Linked DNA regions of Sus scrofa: regions 1, 2, 3 and 4 are each linked to region 5. The links are chromatin contacts, called in public HiChIP or PLAC-seq maps. All regions are on one chromosome and are shown on one strand. Each heading gives the region's core, a stretch centred on a gene start, on an enhancer-like site or on the middle of the called end of the contact. The rest is flanking DNA. Distances are from core to core; before and after follow the strand shown.

The links. HiChIP or PLAC-seq counts read pairs in DNA pulled down with a chosen protein or histone mark.
Region 1: an H3K27ac HiChIP or PLAC-seq map of skeletal muscle shows a contact between it and region 5, with 9 times the contacts expected there. The contact joins two enhancer-like sites. A contact is called at or near these places in 1 of 47 Hi-C or Micro-C datasets (epiblast stem cells) and 1 of 2 datasets of contacts at active chromatin or transcription factors (skeletal muscle).
Region 2: an H3K27ac HiChIP or PLAC-seq map of skeletal muscle shows a contact between it and region 5. The contact joins two enhancer-like sites. A contact is called at or near these places in 1 of 47 Hi-C or Micro-C datasets (embryonic fibroblasts) and 1 of 2 datasets of contacts at active chromatin or transcription factors (skeletal muscle).
Region 3: an H3K27ac HiChIP or PLAC-seq map of skeletal muscle shows a contact between it and region 5. The contact joins two enhancer-like sites. A contact is called at or near these places in 1 of 47 Hi-C or Micro-C datasets (embryonic fibroblasts) and 1 of 2 datasets of contacts at active chromatin or transcription factors (skeletal muscle).
Region 4: an H3K27ac HiChIP or PLAC-seq map of skeletal muscle shows a contact between it and region 5. The contact joins two enhancer-like sites. A contact is called at or near these places in 1 of 47 Hi-C or Micro-C datasets (fetal heart ventricle) and 1 of 2 datasets of contacts at active chromatin or transcription factors (skeletal muscle).

What each region holds. Positions count from the first base shown.
Region 1 is chr1:28,057,178-28,059,877 of Sscrofa11.1, reverse strand. The region is part of intron 3 of PDE7B (cAMP-specific 3',5'-cyclic phosphodiesterase 7B); the gene reads left to right. Among named protein-coding and RNA genes, the nearest start is that of MTFR2, 150 kb to the right of the region's middle. Within about 2 kb of position 1,432, at least 9 of the 83 cell types and tissues checked have an H3K27ac peak or open chromatin away from gene starts, as enhancers often do. A contact at or near this core is called in skeletal muscle, where this site is marked.
Region 2 is chr1:28,246,512-28,249,211 of Sscrofa11.1, reverse strand. The region is part of intron 2 of PDE7B (cAMP-specific 3',5'-cyclic phosphodiesterase 7B); the gene reads left to right. Among named protein-coding and RNA genes, the nearest start is that of PDE7B, 180 kb to the left of the region's middle. Within about 2 kb of position 1,446, at least 25 of the 83 cell types and tissues checked have an H3K27ac peak or open chromatin away from gene starts, as enhancers often do. A contact at or near this core is called in skeletal muscle, where this site is marked.
Region 3 is chr1:28,136,463-28,139,162 of Sscrofa11.1, reverse strand. The region is part of intron 3 of PDE7B (cAMP-specific 3',5'-cyclic phosphodiesterase 7B); the gene reads left to right. Among named protein-coding and RNA genes, the nearest start is that of MTFR2, 230 kb to the right of the region's middle. Within about 2 kb of position 1,317, at least 3 of the 83 cell types and tissues checked have an H3K27ac peak or open chromatin away from gene starts, as enhancers often do. A contact at or near this core is called in skeletal muscle, where this site is marked.
Region 4 is chr1:28,093,509-28,096,208 of Sscrofa11.1, reverse strand. The region is part of intron 3 of PDE7B (cAMP-specific 3',5'-cyclic phosphodiesterase 7B); the gene reads left to right. Among named protein-coding and RNA genes, the nearest start is that of MTFR2, 190 kb to the right of the region's middle. Within about 2 kb of position 1,423, at least 3 of the 83 cell types and tissues checked have an H3K27ac peak or open chromatin away from gene starts, as enhancers often do. A contact at or near this core is called in skeletal muscle, where this site is marked.
Region 5 is chr1:28,533,355-28,536,054 of Sscrofa11.1, reverse strand. No RefSeq gene overlaps it. Among named protein-coding and RNA genes, the nearest start is that of AHI1, 32 kb to the left of the region's middle. Within about 2 kb of position 1,339, at least 4 of the 83 cell types and tissues checked have an H3K27ac peak or open chromatin away from gene starts, as enhancers often do. A contact at or near this core is called in skeletal muscle, where this site is marked.

The DNA.
Region 1 (2,700 bases), core at 183-2,682, 480 kb after region 5:
CCTTCCCGCTGTGTCCCCACATGGCCTTTTTTTGTGCTCGCACAAAATTGGTATCTTCTTCCAGCATTGTCTCTACAGAGGTTCAGGTCACTGCTGAGATGAGGGTTAACAATCTGGCATTGCCACAGCTTGGGCGCAGCTCACAGCTGCAGCTCAGATTAGACCCCTGGCCCAGCAACTACATATGGGGTGAAACAACAACAAAACCTGCAAAATTGCTATCTCCTTTTATCTGATTTCCTGTTTTGATAAGAACACGAACCAGACTGAATTAGGGCCCATCCTAATGGCCTCATTTTAAATTAATCACCTCCTCTATCTTGAAATATAGTCACATTCTGAGGTACTCAGAGGTTGCAGGTTCACCATATGAATGGGGGGCATAATTTAACCTATGATATTGCAATTGTATAAAAGCTTAATTTTATTAAATCTCTGTATGTCACAGGCACATTGGACTATAGCACCCTTAATTCACATTTAATTACATGTCAAAGAATAATGTTCCCCAATTTGAATTTAACAATGACCTAGAATTATATAGCAATGTCAATAATATCATTTATTCGATATAAATATATAAAATAAAATACAATATAGAATTTATATACTATGTGGTATATTATGTATGGTTAATATTTATATAGCAATATCAATAAGAATGTTCTTATTAATAAAACTTTATTACAAAATGATTGACAAAATACTTTTATCCGTGTGATTTGATTCCTAGCTTCTATGAGGTATACAGGGCAGATATTTTTATCCCTACTTAACAGAACAGAGGATTGAATGAAGCCCAGAATGGTTAATACTAAGTTCATAGGGGTAATAAATAGTTTCTCATATTATCGATTTCTTTTTATGATACAGTTATTAAATGCCCCCTCCCTTCACAGTATACCATGGCTCTAACTTCGGATCAAGATATTTGAACAGGGATTGTACCATGTTAGTTAAAAACACAGACTGTGGAGCCTGCCCCCCTGGTTATAAATCTGTCTTCACACTGATTGACCGTGTCATAATTGGAAAAGTAATTTAACACCTCTGTCTCTCAGGTATGATATTGATGACAGTACTTACCTAAGGGCTTTATTGAGAGGATTAAATGAGTTAATTAATAACAAGTACATCAAACATTACCTAGCATACACTAAATGCTCAATAAGTGTTAGCTATTACTATGGAAGGATAAGAGACTGGTTTTAATAGCAAAACGACATCCTATAACATGGATATATTATAAGGGATTCAACCATTTCCCAGCTGAGTCCAGTTTTTGCCATCTGTTTCCCTTCGGAAAAACAAACGCAAAATGAACACTTGGACTTAATAAAAACACCAAGTGCCATGTTGGCATGGATGCCTGGATTGAGGAACTCCCCAATACTGCCTGGTTCCGAACAGGCTCTGACAGTGAGTGTGATGGCCTGATGGTCCTTCTGAGGTCAGCAGACTTGGTGTGGAGGTCTCCTAAGAACAGGCTATCTCGTGGGACTTTGAGTATTTCCTGCCCGGGATCAGCAACATCTTTTCTTGCAGTATTTTGGCAGGTTTGTCCTTGTTCCCGGCCAGAATCAGGAAGTTCAGAAGCACATGAAAACAAACAATACGTTGAAACGCTTCTCTCAAATTATTCAAAGTTCAAAAAAACAAGAGCGATATTGGGACTTGGTATTTTATCTTATTAGTTATATTTCTTCTCATTAATGTGCCCATCCTTTTCTTCCCAATGAATACTTTCCTTGGCACTGATTTCCATGAGACTTTTTTTTTTTCTTTGAACTATATTTAGGTATAGGAAGTGATTAGACAGGGAATCACTATATTTTGCAAAGATTTGCAGGCATTTTCATGACCAGGACTGTTTTATCCTCTGTTCAATTTTCAAATTATACTTTGTTATTAACATAAATCTTAAGGATTATAGCTCTTCTTAAAAATCAGTATGATTTTTTTTCCTAAAAATCTCTTCCCTTCATTTCAGTGATCATAGTTGGATCAACTACAAGCCAACATTATAAAGTGCTACTTTTCAAAAATTTACTTATTATTTAAGATTACCTAAATATTAGGCTCCTTAATAAAACCTTTCCAATTCCCCAACTCCATGTGATACTCAAGGAACTCTGCTTCTGTTTCTCACTATGGTCGCTCAGCTAAACCCCATGTACTTTTCTTAATCATCGTGTCACTTACGCTTTCAGCAAGATCCTTCTGAAAACCATTCCCTCCCTCTTGAATTACTCTCTTCCATGACAAAATGAGCTTCTGGATTCCCTCCCACCTCCACCGCTGCCCCTTCTCCTTTATAGATTCCTGTTCTAGCAAGATACTAAATGTTAGGGTTGCTTAAAGCTTGATGCCAGGCCCTATTCACTTATCACTTCACTTCCTAGGCGTCTTTACACATGCCCATAGTTTTACACATGCCCATGTCTTTACACATGCCCATAGTTTTATTTGATTTATAAACTTATATCCCTATCCCAGACTTTCCCTATGGGTCCAGAACCATATATCTGATTGCCTACTTGACATTTTTTCTTTGAAATCCCAGGAATACTTAAACTCAGTGTGGCCAGAGTTGATCACATGAACTTCTCCCCCCAAATCTGGTCCTTCTAGAATTTCCTTTTTCTGTGCTTAGCACAATCCATCATCCAGTTATGAACACCATAAATCTAGGAATTATCC
Region 2 (2,700 bases), core at 197-2,696, 290 kb after region 5:
TGCCAGCCCAGTCACAGCCACAGCAACTCGGGATCTGAGCAGTGTCTGTAACCTACACCACAGCTCACGGCAACACTGGATCCTTAACCCCCTGAGATTGCCAGGAGTAAAACCCAGTGCACATCCTCATGAACACTAGTTGGGTTCGTTACTGCTGAGCCACACCCAGAAGTCCCTCACCCAGTTATCTTTAATTTAGCTTGTTGTCTTTGGTTTTCATCCTCATTTTTTATTTTTTTTTTTGCCTTTTCTGTATCTCCTTGTCTTTCTCCTCCTGTTTCATGACAGTCATGTCTACTAGCTGCCTGTTTTAGGAGCCAAATTCTTAAATATTTCTTAGCTGTAACAATAATTATTTTTTCCTATGTATATTTAGATAATTTCCTTACTCTATAATTTTTTCCAAGTCTTCACATATAGAGTAGCCTTCCATACTCAGTGTTCCAATTGATAGAATATTTGATTGACATTGGGCCTTCTCACAGTTATTCCAGTGTTGATGCTCCCTAACAGTTAAATAATAGGTAATAATCAGGAGCAAAGCAAATCTGTATATTCTCCTGTGTATGTGAGGTGAATGATTAATGAAATTGACTGGTTTATATGGGGTCTTTATTTGATGGGAGAAATAGGAATTACACATCTCTGTTAAGCGATTCTTTAAACTTTGAATTTGAATATGTTTACATTTACTGGAAGTTCTCAGCCAGGCTCATAGTAGATGTTTAATAAATATTTTTCGGTGAATGCTTGAATGAGTAGAGACCAGAACGTTGCGGGAATAAACCTAAACTTGGTAGGGAGAGCTGAGCTGAAATTGGGGCTGGTGCCTTCTTCCTGTCCCCACAAGGCAGTCTTTCTGAGCCATGGAAGTAGGACACATGGAAGGCTCAGACTCCATATTGATATGCAGCATCATCTCCCATGGATCATGCTCAGTTGTATTTCAGCAATTGGTAATATTTGCAATACACAAAGCCCCTAGTTTCCAAGGACAGTCACTTCAGGGCTTGCGATTTATATAGAGAGATAAGTGTGGAGAAACATTGATTATTATATGCCCAGTTGTCCTAAACCACAAAGAACTAGAAAGCAGAATGCCTGGGTTCTAATCCTGCCTTGGGCCCTTTCTGACCTTGAGAATGTTTCTGAATCTTTCTGAGTTTCAGTTTCCATATCTGAAAAATGGAGAACTTGAACAAGCTCATCTCTAGGGAAGCTTTGGCTGTAAAACCCTACAATTCACTTTTTAGATAAGACACTGCTTCCTTTACTGGACACTGAGAAGGTTTATCCTATGAATGTGCCTCTCAGAGCTTTATAGGTATTTGTTTAGATGTAAATAGGAAAATTGCTTATGATTCTCCTCACTGTAGTTTGAGATTAAAAGGGTGCATTTTTTTCCAATATGTTCAGTTTTCAAAGACACAGTGGAGGAAGTCAGCCAATTTCTGCCCACACAACCTCCAAGTGACGTCAATGGAAGCAAAGCACACAGATCTCTAGGCAAGTTTTGGCTCATTATGTGAGGTTTTTTTTCTTTTTTTAAAGAACAACTGCAAAAATGATTTCTCTCAACTCAAATTACACAATTTTTTCTTCTTTGTGCCCTGAGTCAGCAATAGACATAATGTGGAAAATAAAGCAAGATCTCCTTTTTACACATTAAGTAAAACAAGACAGAATTATGTGAAATGCACGTTGTTTTAGATTCTCAAACACTCTAAAGTGGCATTCCTCTTGCCTTGGCCTTGTCCTAATTTCAATAGAGAAGGCTTAATAAATAATCATTAAATATACAGTGGGAAAAACACACCTAAGCATCCTCACTTTGATCCTAAATTTTATCTCTAATGCTGACACTAATGCTATTATACATCTTGGGTTTGTAACTTAGCTCTTGAAAATATTTTAAAGGATACTCCTGGCAAGAAAATATAATTTGTGTTTTGTCCTCAGCTCAGCTTTACACAGTAGAGTCCAATAGATCTGATAATTGCATTCTACATAATATAAAAATGATTATAAGAAGAGGAACAGTTAAGAGTCAAGGAGCCCTTAGTATGTGATGGGCACAGCCTCGCTCCATCCTCACAGCTACCTTGTAAGGTTGCTATTCTCCTGATTTTACTGCCTAGGAAACTGAGGGTCTGAGAAGTTGGGCAGTTTCCCCCAAGTCACACAGCTGAGCAAGTGGCATTCCAATTCTAAACCAAGCAGTCTGGCTTTAAAATATAACCACTATGCTATCCAGACAGTAACTTGTTTACTTTTCTACTCAAAAAGCATTTAATGGTACCTACCCATTCTAGATTCTGAGAATAGTCAGTTATCAGGTAATGTGGAATAGAGGAGTGGAAACAAAGTGAATAGGTAGTGAAGGGAATCAACTTTTGTTTACGCCTACGCTGGACCAGACACTATGCAAGACAACTCACATCTACTTAATTGTACAAAAGCTGTATAAGCGAAGTGGTATCAGTGACATTTTATCAATAAATAAACTGAGCATTCAGGAGGTATGACTTGCCAAAGATCATGCAGCTGATATAGACTTGAATTTTAACCCTAGTCTGTAAGTTTCCACCACCTGCGCTTTCCTCACTACACATGCTGCCTTCCTGAGCATGACTAACAAAATACTTACAGTGTGCTCTCTTGTCTAGAGCAGGGGCATGCACAAGTGCCCCCCAGTATTTG
Region 3 (2,700 bases), core at 68-2,567, 400 kb after region 5:
TTGAAGTGTGAGCTATCAAAAACTACATAAACCAGACAGAGCTGTTTTCTGACTCAAGGTGACAGAGCAGACCAATGCCTGAATGATATTTCTGTCTAAAGATGGAAATAGGATTATGAATTCACTATATCTAATTTGCACCTTCCTTTGAAAAGGTGGAGTCCCCAAAGAAATTTTTGCCTGGTGCTTTTCTTCCTGAGAATAAGTAATCAAATGGAAAATAGAGGACAGGTAGGATGACTGACCACACAGTTCATGAAATTAGCAAGAGAGCAAGGGGGAAATTGTCAACTGTGACAGTGACAAACCCCAAGTCTGAGTCAGTGACATCTGGATAACCCCTCTTCGCCTTGTGACCAGATAAATATACATTGTTGATTCCCGGATTCCTTCCATACTTGGTGCAATGCTTGAAAAAAATTTTGACCAGGTTTTTGGCATTTTCAGCTTTTCTGGGAATAGTTCTAAATGACCTAGGGGAAATTTTCTAAACCAGCGAACAGTTTTGGCAGCAAAAGCAAGCCTCAGTATGTATTACGATTGAAACAAAGTAGTTTAGCCTTTTACTCATGCAAGGATCTCTGAGAACATCTGTGTTAAGCAGAATAAAATGAATCTGATATCTCTATTTTTAATATGTGGACAAATGTTTTACATTTTATTATTTTAACTCTTTAAAACAATTGATGATTTGCTAACAAACAAGAAATTAACTAGATGATCAACACCAACCTTGTAATTTACTCTTACAGAATCAAGTTCTCAATTGTACTATATTTGTTCCACTTATATGGTTGCTTTCTCTGTTATCATGTTAAAAAAAAAAGTATAAAACAACCTGTCTAGGCCTTCATTATTCTCATCTGTATAGTGGAGATAATAGGTCCTTTATCAAAGGGCTACTGAAATAATTAGATAATACAATATAAGTAAAATTTCTAACCCAGTGGCTTACACAGTAGATTCTTTCTGATACACTCCCTTCTACCTTCTTGTTATTTTCTGTGGCACTTGGGGAAAAAAAGTGTGTGAGGATGTCAGTGGATTAATTGTGTCAAGTCCAACTAGTAAGGGCACAAAGCCAGGTATGTCTAAAGGAGCTTCCATTTCTGAGTGCTAACTGCATACCTGGCACATAATAAATGCTCTATAAATATTAGCTATTATCATAGCTCACGCCTCGTTTTACCCTCACAATAACTCGGGAGAGTGTTTACTTTCATTCTCATTTTCCAATTGATGAAAGTAAGGCTCGGAAGGTCAAGTAACTTCCCCAATGTCACACAGTAGGGTTATGACAGAGCCAGAATTTCAGCTCAGATCCTCTCCAGAGCTCTTGGCCTCGCCCCTGCACGCGCTGCACCTACGGGAGGGTAGAAAGTATTGGGCAGGCAGGCCTTGGGCGAAATCAATCATCCGGAACAGACCAGGAAATAAACCAAAATAAAAAGACAAGGTAACTGGCTTCTCACCTGTGCATTCTAAAAGAAATCTCCAATAACTAACTCTAAGCCTACTTACTTACAAGCATAATACATATAACTCAGCCAGCTTGGTCATCTGGTCTTAGAGCCTCTAGAATATTTAAAGCAATAGAATTGAAGATAGGGATAGGTTTCTACAGCCAATTGCCCTGAAAACAAGAAAAATGACTTCTAAAAACCTGCGAAATGCTGACCCCAAACTATTAAAAACTGTAGTAGCCCAGAGCCATTTATTAGCATAGGAGTGAAAAACCTGAGAACACTCAAATAGTCCTTGAAGTAATTGATAGTCATCATAAAGTCATTTAAATTGTTCAAACAGAACTGAAATATGTTACACATTTCATATAAAAGGCAAATTTCATCCAATTATTCTTTTTAGTTCAGAGACTTAAATAGGAAGTATCAGGGTGGGGGGAGGAACACTTAAATAATCCTTTCTGTTGATAGCATTAGCTAATAACTAAAGGATTTTGGCAGTATTTTTTTTTCATTATTAATACTGAAAATTTAACAACATAAGCTTTAATTTTTCACTTGCTGGACTTTTTTACAACATATTAAAAAAAATTTTTTTGGCTTTTTAGGGCCACACCCACAGCATATGAAAGTCCCAGTCTAGGGTCCAGTCGGAGCTGTAGCTGCCAGCCTATGCCACAGCCACAGCAATGTGGGATCCGAGCCATGTCTGTGACCTACACCCACAGCTCACAGCAACGCCAGATCCTTAACCCACTGAGCAGGGCCAGGGGTCAAACCCACATCCTCAGGGATCCTAGTAAGGTTCATCACTGCTGAGCCATAATAGGAACCCCCTAAAATTCTTTGAGTTGGGTGATCAAAGTTGTACCAAAGGCAAGTGTTACAGCAGGCAACAGTGAAACATCACTGACTGATAAGGAAAATGGGTTCTTGCATCATTTAAGAAAGAGTTGGCAGTTTTTTTTTTTTTTTTTTTTTTCTTTTTAGGGCCTTACCTGTGCATATGGAGGTTCCCAGGCTAGGGGTCCAATCAGAGCTACAGCCGCTGGCCTACACCACAGCCACAGCAACATCAGATCCAAACTGCATCTGCGACTTACACCACAGCTTGCGGCAAAGCCAGATCCTTAACCCACTGAGCAAGGCCAGGAATGGAACCCACAACCTCATGGTTCCTAGTCCAAGAGTTGGCAACTTTTAATTTTACCACTGAAATCCTAACAGAGTATGTTCA
Region 4 (2,700 bases), core at 174-2,673, 440 kb after region 5:
ACACTACTCTTATTTCCAGTAATTACCCAGAAATGTTGTCTTTTTATTTTATCATTGACTACAGGGAGCACTTACCCAAATCACATTCCCTCATCCACTGTGCATTAATGAACTCTGTCATAAATGAACTGGGAAGAAAAGTCATAGGACAGAATTTTGGCCTAATTACATTTGCAATTCCAGTGATACCATCTTGAAAGTGCCCTTTGCTTACAATTTTTAACCAAATTTTCATCTATTGTACGTCAGTCTATACAATGAGACTAAATAGCTCTAATCATACAATTGCCAAAATACTCTGATTGATTTGGGGTGGAGAAATGGAGTTTAAGTTTCGGTTGGGTCAAAATACACACAAAAGTAAAATGAATTTGCCAGTACTTGGTTGTCAACTAAACCCTTAGCTAAAATAAGTTAAAGTGTGAGAGGCTTGTGTTCTCATTTTTGAGTAGTCAATTATTTATGGTATGAATGGCCACTTAACATCAAAAACCTGTTGAATCACTGAGTTTTTTACTTGAATTTCGTGTCTAGATACCCTTTTTGTTGGGATGATATCTGGTTAAGACTTACTAATGCAAAAAGCCAATACATAACATTTTGCCATTAGAATTCCAACCACAACTTTTTAGGAATCAAGATTGATCGCTCTTGACAAGCAGCAGACCTTTCCAAAGCGCCATAGGGAGAGAAACTTCTCAGAAACCAGGGGCTTTGTAAGGAGATCAACATAATAGCTCATTTCCTAATGAAACTGGCAGGGTCAATGTCTTCTAGTTGTGTTGAAGAAAACCACTAGATTTCCTCATGAGATTTCAAAGTTTGGATGATCTTCAACTGGAGACAAAGGACATCCTGAAATCATATAACGTCTCCTCTCCCTGAAATGTCCAAAGACACCTAAAAACATTCAGAATTACCAACATGTTTGTTGAATAAAGACTGCCTCCATCCCATCTCCAAGGTCTATTTCCTGGGACCTCAGGAGCAAGGAGAAACAACAAGCAAAGGGAACTAAGGAAAAGAATGTCTGGTTAATTGCTTTTAGAGGAATAGGACCAGTAAAAATTATCCCAGTTCAAAATGGACAACTCATTTGTAAATAGGGAAGAGGGATTTTCATAGATGGTATTTTACAGAATGCAGAGAAAAACATACTCAACCATGTCTATTGACCTTAAATATCTATTAGACTAAAAGGAATTCCATTGAGGACACTGATTTGAAAGAAAAAAAAACTGATTTACATAAGAAGTAGTTTAATAGAACATAAGGCTTTTAGGTTCTGGTATGAAAGTATCAGAAATAGGATCGGGAAGTCAGCAACCTAAATACACATAATCCACTTTTCAAATGCATGAATTATGGATGAGCCACCCTGAGCAGTTGTCAGCATTGACATGTCAAGCTGACCTGTGCTTCAGACCAGAGGTGGTCTAATAGCAACTTTACAGGGTAGGAGTTAGAGTGACTCATGGTTGAGCAGAGAGAAGGTGGAAGAATGAATGCAGACTTCATCACTGGCTCCAATCTCAACATAGTTCCTCAGTGCAGTTCTGGAGAATTAATCAAATCCCTGGACATGAAATCAAAAGGCACCTTCCTACTTGCTATGCAGATGTAAACGTTCCCCTCTGTGCACCAGAGCCAAAGTGCGAGCTGCGGAGAGCTGAGCTTTGGTGGAGCCATGCCAGGAGGGCACAGTCATTTGAAACTGATTCAAGCTCAGAACGACAACTTTGGCAAGGGCAGGTGGTAGCTTTGCTGATTTGAGCAGAAAAAACCAAGGCGCTAGGCATAAATTTCTAAGTTTTAATTATGTAAACTCCAAGAACATAGTGGCTGTTTGAATACTGCCCTAAAGTCCGCTTGATTAATCTCCCCCAAATCATACCATTCAGTTTTCATAACTATTTCACATTCAAGATCTTAGCTCTCACCTCCTCACAGTTGAAATTAAAGGAACTGCTTCCATAAATAAGAAGCTAAAATCTTACTTTCCAATTAAGAAAATAGTGATGATGATTTTAGGAACATTGAACATGCCTTTACAGAAAGTATCTACTATAAATTGATCATTCCCCATATACTAAAACTTAGACCTCTGCCAAGCTTCAAGAGGGATACAAAAAAATACAAGTTATTAGCCCCTCCTCTTGAGAATTTACAATACAGTTTGGAATCAGGGAATTTGAATAAAACATTAAGGAACAATTCAAACCCTCGTATTTATTTATTTTTTGTCTTTTGTCTTTTTTTTTAGCGGCATACGGAGGTTCCCAGGCTAGGGGGTCTAATCAGAGCTATATGTGCCTGCCACAGCCACAGCCACAGCAACGCCAGACCCAAGCCAAGTCTGCAACCTACACTACAGCTCACAGCGACGCAGATCCTTAACCCACTGAGCAAGGCCAGGGATCGAACCCGCAATCTCATGGTTCCTAGTCAGATTCGTTTCTGCTGCGCCACAACAGGAACTCCACACATTCTCATACTTAGATGTAGAATATTAGTCTGAAAAATTAGAATAAATTAGAATCAAAATGACTGTTTTAAACCTAATGATAAAGATGAATGTCTAATTTATCCCCTTTTTCCTTAGCTAATCACCATTTTGCAGAGCTTTTTTCCTGAATAAGGATTGTTTCTAAATCTAAGTCCTAATCCCCGATCTTCACCGTGTCCTTATTCTAAGGGAGG
Region 5 (2,700 bases), core at 90-2,589:
AGAAATCATATGACCTGCAAAGTGAAAAATATCTACTATCTAGCTCTTCATAGAAAAAGTTTGCTATCCCTTGCCTAAGACTGTCAGAGTATGATTGTGTTCCCATGATTGCAAGGCAAGTTTAGCACAAGACCCAGGATTAAAGATCTAGACCTTTGTGTGAGCAGTTGAGGAAGCCACTGCCTCAGGTGAGAACCTGAGGATGTCAAGACCCTTAAAGATGAAGTCCTAGACAGATTTGTCTGAAACCATTCCAGCTCTGGAATTTTCAGCTCTTGAAGTCAATACCTTATTTAAAATCTTAAATTAGCTAGAATTGGTTTTTGTTGCTTGTAGCCAAAGAAACTTAAGGGATAAAGTCATTTTGAAGAAATCCCGCTTTAGGTGTGGAGGGAACAGGATTAATTAGTTCCCAAGATCTTTGCCTTATGGTGAAAACAGCAGACACCTGGCAGAAGATGCAAAATCCATCCTAATAGCGCCCTCTAAGACCTGAATTTGTCCTGTTCTGGGAGAAATCCTAGAAGCTCAAGAGATGAAATTAGTGTCTAAGACTTTCACTTTTATTACATGTCTATGTCTTCCCTAGGTATAAATACCAGGGGTCTTCAGGACTTAGGATTTTTATATTCTCGTACTGGAATTACCCATATACTACATGCTTTATCTTGTATAGACGCTTCAATATCAAATATAAACTTACAGTCAAATAAGACTATAAATACATGTAATATTTTGATTTTAATATTTTTAGAAATTTAAATCTATTTTTTTTCTTATTAAATCCACACCCTGCCACTTAAGCTGCAAAGCATGTTTTTGCTTAGTAACCTAGGGAAAGGTTGTGACATGGTAGGAAACAAAATAAAGAAACCAAAGAGACCCACACCTTTAAAGTGATGGCACGCCTCTGGGTGTGGACAAATTATTTGCATGAAATACCACTTGTAAGGGTTGCTTTTTGCTTCTGAAGAAGGAAAGATTCTCCAGAGTATATACAGGAAAGAAAGGGAAAATTGAAAGAGAGAGGGTAATGGCAATACAAATGGATGGGCCTTAGACAGAGGGTTTCTGAACTGCTGGCGGCCTGGCGAGGGCATCTTTCTTAGGTTCTCTGACTGGACCCAGGAAGCTTTCTGCACCTTCTCTGGCCTCTACTATGTGGTGTGTGGGCTGCACTGCCATGCCTAGGTAGGCCTGGGTAGATCCAGGGGAAGCTGGCAGGGGTGTGTGGTGTGAGGGTGCTAGACGGGGAGATGAACTATAGCCCTCAGGCCTCCGTTTGTACTCCTCCTTCTCTCCCTCCATGGTACAGCCAGTCTGGCCGGCCCTGCTTTGACAGAAACCCAGAGAAGTGGCAAAATTCCCAGGTAGAGTTTTGAGAGAGAAGAGTTCTAAATTTATTGAATAGAATTTTCACGACCTTTTGCTCCTCCTGCAACATCAGAGTTTAACATGGAAATTAAATTGAGTCAAAGAAGACAATTTCTCGCAACCTGAGTTTATGGATGAAGATTGATGACCTTCTAGGTCAGATATATTTGTCTGTTAGTTTGGAAAATCAAGAGCTGACTTCACTTCTCAGTCATTCCAAGTACGACAGTGACATTTTGGCTGCACACCAGCAGCCAACAGCATGCAAGTGTTAGCACAGGTTATTTGTATTTCATGTTTCTAGATTTTGCTTCATTGCAACATTGCTGTTCATTTTGAAAAACTTTTTTATTCATTTGATTATGAGGTCTATTCTTGATTGAGAAAGGGTGAATCACAGGTTTCATTAGGAAGCTCTTAAGAGAGATTTTCATTTTCTTTACCATGGAACCAATGAGATAGTAGAACAAGAATACATTAATCTGTATAATTGTTTCCCTCCTCTAATACATAGCAGGTTTTGTGGAAATATTAACACAACAGCTGTGCTGAATAATTCTTCTTCAACCAAACAAAGGACAATGTGATTAATCTATTGTATTTCTAAAATCTCCTGTTTTTCTCATCCTTCACTCAGGGAAAAAAGGGAGGTGAGAAAACAGAAAGTGAGCTATGGTGAAAGCTTTTCACTGGCAAAGTAACAGGAGGCCCTCGATGTTACTTCTGGCCCAAAGGAAAGTAGGTGTCTTATGGGTCAGTGGTTCTCAATCAGGGGCTGTTTTGCCCACGAGGGTATTTGACAAGTTCTGGAGACATTTCTGGCCGTCATTTCTGGTGGGGTGGAGAAACGAGGAAGGGGTGCTATTGGAATCTAGTGTGAGCAGGCCAGAGATGCTGCTAAATATCCTACAATGCAAAGGAGGGTCCCACCCCAACAGAGAATTCTCTATCCCCAAATATCAACAGTAGTGGCAAGGTTGAGAAACCCTGCTCTTGAGGTAATCAGGAAAGGAGATAAGATTTAAACAAGTTAGTGGGATGGCAGGGTTTTTTCAGAATGAGAGGAGGCACATGGACATCTTTGAAAAACAAGGAAAGAAGAGGAAAGTATTTGAAGAGTTAGATAATTCTTTTATATTTGAGGCAAATTTTAAAGGGAGATTCTGTCTGAATGTGTGTATTCTTACCAACTTTTTAAGGAAAGAATAAAATTCCTTGAAATCAGTATTATGGTTGTTAAAATCACAAAAAGAAGACCATGATTATGTTTCACAATTTGGCGTGCTCATCCCATATGATAATTTATTTTTATGCTGAGTGGAAATA